2 separate regions of the Mus musculus genome follow, and region 1 is linked to region 2. The links are chromatin contacts, called in public promoter capture Hi-C maps. All regions are on one chromosome and are shown on one strand. The core of a region is the stretch at or near the end of the contact, and the rest is flanking DNA. Distances in the headings are between cores, read along the strand shown.

Region 1 (2,700 bases), core at 152-2,651, 1.6 Mb after region 2:
GTAGGCCCTAAGGACCTGTTGATGTCCCACAGCAGCCCTTCCCAGGGGTCCACTAGACTAACATTTTATTATTGGCTGTCCCTTCCCCTCTCAACAGTGTCTGTTTTGGTAGTAGCTCCAGTAACATCTTAGGAAGTCTCTGAGGAAGGCTACTCTACCTTACAGCTTACAGGAAAGATCCTTAAAATGCCTGTCCCCCTCAGGCTGCCCAAGGAACATATCTAAGCCTCTATGAAGTGGGCTTTTCCCAGCTGACAGAGGTGTTAGAGATCTGCTGAGGGCTTGGAGGCAGCAGGAGCCCCACACCCTTGCCCGGAATTCCACAACACCGTGCATCTTCACAAGTGTCACCACATGCTTGTCTTGGCTCTCGGAAGAGGCCTTTTGAGGGCTGCCATAGTACTGAACTATTGCTCTTTGATGTGCATCACCCCCAATGACCTCCAGGAGGCGCAGTTAAGCTGTGGGTCACTCTTTAAGATCATGGGGACATTTCAACTAGACCCTGCCTTCCACGGTCTGAGGAGTTCCAGGTGCCTAGCTGAGGCAGGGATGAAGAATAGGCACCAGGCTGTTGCTTCTCAGGGCAGCCCTGGTTTTGAAGAGTGAGCATAGACCACTGTGGACACCGAGAATGTCAAGGGCTTCCAAGGAGTGGCACTCCAAAGCTCTGGGTACCACCAAGATCTGAAAGTCTGCCTTCCCTTACTAGGCACCTTGGGAAGGTGTTTAGGACACAGGTGGGGACTCTATGAGGGGTTTTAGTGCTTGTGATGTTAGGGTTAAGAGCTCACTGCCCTTGGTATGCCAAGCCCTGTAGTGGCAGTTCCTACTGTCACCTGGCCTGTAGTGGCAGTTCCCACTGTCACCTTGCCTGCAGGACTAGCTTAACTAGGGTGGGAGCAGGCATTAGGGCTTGGCAGGATCTTGGTTGTCAACCTGACAGGAACTTGAGCCACCCAGGAACACCAAGAGTGTCTGTTTTGAGAAGGATAACCGAACTAAGCAAAACCATGCTGAGTGTGGGGAGCACCATCTGGGCTGGGGTCCCAGATGAATAAAAAGACACAAAGCAGAATACCAGAAGTTGCCTCTGCTTCCTGACTGCGGGTGCCCTATGGCCAGCTGCCTTGTGTTCCTGCTGCCTACTTCCCACCACAATGGACTGCGTTACTTTTCGTGAACCAAAATAAACCCATCTAGTTGTTTTAAATCAGGTATTTTGTCATAGCAATGAGAAAAGTAACTTATACAGAATCTTTATAGAAGGGACCTTAGAGGGTCCCCTTACCTCTTCCACCATGAGGCTGCAGCAAGATGACCAGGCATGAACCAACCTCTGGAGCTCCAAGACCTTGGTTTTGGACTTGTAGCCCCCAGAAGTATCAGGTGAGTGTCTGTTGTTTATAAGCCATTTAATATATGAAGCAACCCAGATGGGAACTCCAGGTTCCTGGGAAGAGCTGAGGCTCCTCAACAGAACTCCTCTTCCACGTCCAGAGCGGCAACGTGCCTGCTGAGCAAACTATCTTTGGTGGCAGGGAAGGGCTGAAGGTGGACCCGGCAGATCCAGAAGGGCAGGTTGGGTGTGTTTGTGTGAGAATGTCTCCTTCCTAGGAGACTTTGGCCCCTCTACTAGCCCAGCCCCTTCCCAGCACTATTTCCTGTTCCAGGGTAGTGGGTAAAAGCTTCCCTAGGCTGTGTGCTGCCCAGTCTTGGCTGCCCTTCTCTGACCTTTCTCACCTCTCCTTCCTCCTGAGCTCAGTCGATTTGGAAGGTCCAGAGCCTCTAGGGTGAGTATGGAGTCCTGGTCTTGAGAGCACATGGTCATGGAAGGGCAGCATGGGATAGGAGGTGAAACAGGGTGGGCTGGGCTGCTGGAACCTTGGCAAGCATCAGGTCAGCCAGTAGCCCCATGCTCTGCTACTGCACTCTCCCGACCCCCTCTTCCCTCCCTCCCTTCCCCTATCTGCTCTTCTTTCTTTCTTCCCCCTCACTCCTCCCACCCATAAGCATGCCTTACTAACCTGCAGAGCTCCCTAGGTATGCCTCCCTGGCTTCTTTTGGTACTTGCCAAATTTAACCCCTTTTAGCCTGGAAGAATCACCTTATTCTTGGAAACACGCTGCAGCCAGCCTCTGGGCCCACCACAAAGCCCCGGGTGGAGCTGCTTTCTCAGAGGGCCTTTTCTGCTTTGGTAGGGCAGGCAGGCTGACCTTGCTGGCCGGGAGCATTTTCTGCACGTCCCCCTGGAAGGGAGCTCAAACTTCACCTGCAGAACTTTTAGTCATCCACTTGGTGCTGAACCCCCAGCTACCCTTTTGTCCTCAAACAGCACCCATATAATGCTGCCTTGAGTCTGGGCCTGTTGGCCCTTTGTCTCAGGGGACACAAGGGTGAGGCTCTGTCAAGAATGTGTGCAGTTCTTCCACCCAGACCACAGCTCAGGCTAGGCTTACTTTCAGCTCCTGGGATACTTGCTCCTTTGCAGCTGGCCAGGAGTTTACCTGCCAGAAAGGCATGCCTAGCTTTGGTGCCTATGGTGAAGGCTTCTGGGCCAGGGACCAGTGGCTGTGCTTTGTGGCTGCCCAGGGTCTGGAAAGGTGTCATGTCAGGACACCTGTGTTTGAACCTATGATTGAATCCTAATTGATCTGGGCTTGTCCCTCACCCTCCAGGACCAGCGAGGATACTGAGCAG
Region 2 (2,700 bases), core at 29-2,528:
CAGGCACCACCACACTCAAGGGTCCCACTTCTGAATCAGAGATGCCACTCCTTTGAGGCTGTGGACCCTATGCTTAGCGCCCTGTGAGCTTTGCCATGCACTCCTGTCCTCCTGAGGACCTTGCTTTCAAACAGGACCCTGCAAACATGCGGGAACCTTTCCTGAATGGCTAGAGCTCTGGGGCTATGCGCCTGAACTGGACCGCGTCATTACCTTGAGCTAGGGTCCAGGAAGCCATGCCAGTACCAGAACTATTTGGATCTGGGCCCTCTGGAAGAACCCATGACATCACTAGGACAGTCCGTTGTTTGGGAAAATAACTACTTTCACATGGCAACAGATCTGGTTGTCAGCGCTCCAGCTGGGGCCCTCACTGTGAACAGAGCAGGGTCACTTGATATCTTAGGGTCATGCTTCCCAAATCAAGTCCCTTCTTTGGACTCCCTCTTCTAGCCTTTAAGGGCACCTGGACGCACACAATTTAAGATTAAAACAAATCAAGCAAGCAAGCAAACAAAGGAAAAAACAAAAAACAAAACAAAACAAAACAAAACAAAAAAAGAAACAAAGAAACCCAGGTGTGCTGCTTTATCTACAGCCAATGTAATGACAGCAGCTCAAGGCAGCTAGGCCTGCCTCTCTGGAGGAGAACCACCCAGAAAAGGCCTCCTCGCAGTTCATCCTTTAGGATTTGCCACATCTGTCCTGGTTGAATGCTCCGTGGTGGGCAGTGGGCAGCAGTCTGAGCTCCATCTGCCTGGCTTAGGACATCAGAGGGATCCGACCTTTCAGCCAGACTGGGTCAGTTCTCTGTAGCTGCTAGTAGCAGACTCCGTAGCTGGAGCCTGAGAGGTGCCAGCTGTGCAGATACATCCGGGGTGGGGAAGAGCAGGGAAACCTTAAAAGTGCTCCAGGTTCCCCAGCTTGAAAAGGAGGAGCCATAAGGGCTGCCATATTCTCAGGTACTCAACTTGTCATTAAGGCCTGGAACCATGAGAAAAGAAGAGACCCGGGGCGGGGGGAGGTCCTAAGAAGACGTGCAGAATGGTGCAGTGGGTGTCCTTAGAGAAAGGGGGGGGTGTCTTAGAAAGCCTCGGGTGCAGGGCTAGGAGAAGAGAAGCTAACCCTGGGCTACAGGCAGCAAAGTGGAGGCGTGCACGGACCGGATCGGGCGCCCGCCTCCTCAGGGTCCCCTGTGCCTGCAGAGCGTGCCCTAGCCGCGAGGGGGCGACGGCAGCGAGGGCGGCGCGCGCGAGGCGGGGGATTCAAGCGCGTTATAAGGCGCCGACCTGACCAGCCGTGCTCTTTACTGCCGCCGCCGCCGCCAGCATGGCCTCGACCCGCCGCCCCGTCGGAGCTCGCACGCTGCTCGCCTGCGCCAGCCTACTCGCCGCCATGGGCCTCGGTGTCCCTGAGTCCGCGGAGCCCGTGGGGACTCATGCACGCCCGCAGCCGCCCGGGGCCGAGCTGCCCGCCCCGCCAGCCAACAGCCCGCCGGTAAGACGCAGCCGCGCCCCACATCTTCCTGTCCCGGGGGGCCCTAAGACGGTGGGGAAGGTGGCACCCCTTGCTGCGCAGTGTCCAACACTGGGGATACGTCGCTCTCAGGGGCTCTGTGAGACCCAGGGTTGGGTGGATGCGTCCTCTGTACCGTGGCTTTGGCGGCAGAACTCCACTAGGCCAGTAGGAGAGATTGGGAAAGGTGTGAAATGCAGTTAACTTGCTCCTCGTGAAACTGGAAGACTGGTGAGAGAGCGGGGCTCCCAGATCTAGTTCCTTTTTGTTAGGTGACTGCGTCTGGGAAAGGAGTGATGTAACCAGGCTCTGCCTGCGATCCCTCCCAAGATCTCCACCTGAACTGCTGGGGTGGAGACGCAGGCTGGGGAGGGTGTGGCTAGAGGCCTGGGGAGGGTGGATTGGTAGCCTTCATTGGAGCTGGTCAGTCCTGTTGGTGAGAGTTCAGGGAAGAATTTCAGGGTCTAGTTGATCGCTCATGCTGTGGGCCAGGCACAAGGAAACCCCAGGCCAGCGCGCTCTTCAGTTCTCAGCACCCCAGGGGCCAACAAAACATCCACTAAGACAGCTGGAGATGGTTACAATACCTCCCTCTGCAAGGCATCCCTGGGTCCTTCCACCATCCCATTTCTGCCTCCTTTGGTGGGAGTAAACATGTCCTTGTTGTCTGAAGCCTCCCCCTGACCCCCAGCCATCAGCCTTCAAAACTTTCATGAGGTCCAGACATAGTCACCAGGAAGTGGGGAGTAGGCTGGACCTTCCCAGTGGAATGTTGGCCTTGAACCCTCTTTGGGAGGGGCAAGGTGTCACCAGTTCCCTGATAGCTGGAACCCAGCTCCCACTCCAACTCCTGGGGCCCCTGACCAACATGGCTCCATGTATTTTCGGTGCTGCCCTCAAGTTGACAGTGGTGCGAGTCTGTACACAGGCCACCGGTCCCCTGGAAGGGTCAGTACACCTGTTCTGACCTATAATGGAAGCACTGCACTGTGAGTGTCCACTGAGGGCATCAGACAGCAAGAAGCATAGAAGCCTCCATCATCCTGACACAGCAGCCTGGCCTGTGACCCACAAGACCCCGGTTTGGGTAGTTTTGAGATCCTGGGTCTTTCTGTCAGACACTGGAGTCTGTGCCCTTGACTTCTTCTAAGGCCTCTTGAATGGTTCATTCCTTTCCTAGCTGGT

What was found. Promoter capture Hi-C pulls out the DNA fragments that hold promoters and counts their contacts.
Region 1: a promoter capture Hi-C map of liver shows a contact between it and region 2, with 8 times the contacts expected there. The contact joins the promoter of 9430060I03Rik here to the promoter of Erfe in region 2. A contact is called at or near these places in 3 of 39 promoter capture datasets (liver and pre-B cells).

Annotation. Positions count from the first base shown.
Region 1 is chr1:92,949,189-92,951,888 of GRCm38.p6, forward strand. 9430060I03Rik (RIKEN cDNA 9430060I03 gene) reads right to left here and starts at 1,402. Exons shown (of 2, transcript NR_015525.1): 1 at 1,292-1,402. It also overlaps a transcript of Gpr35 not described here.
Region 2 is chr1:91,365,152-91,367,851 of GRCm38.p6, forward strand. It overlaps Erfe (erythroferrone), which reads left to right and starts at 1,279. Exons shown (of 8, transcript NM_173395.2): 1 at 1,279-1,497. The coding sequence starts at 1,330.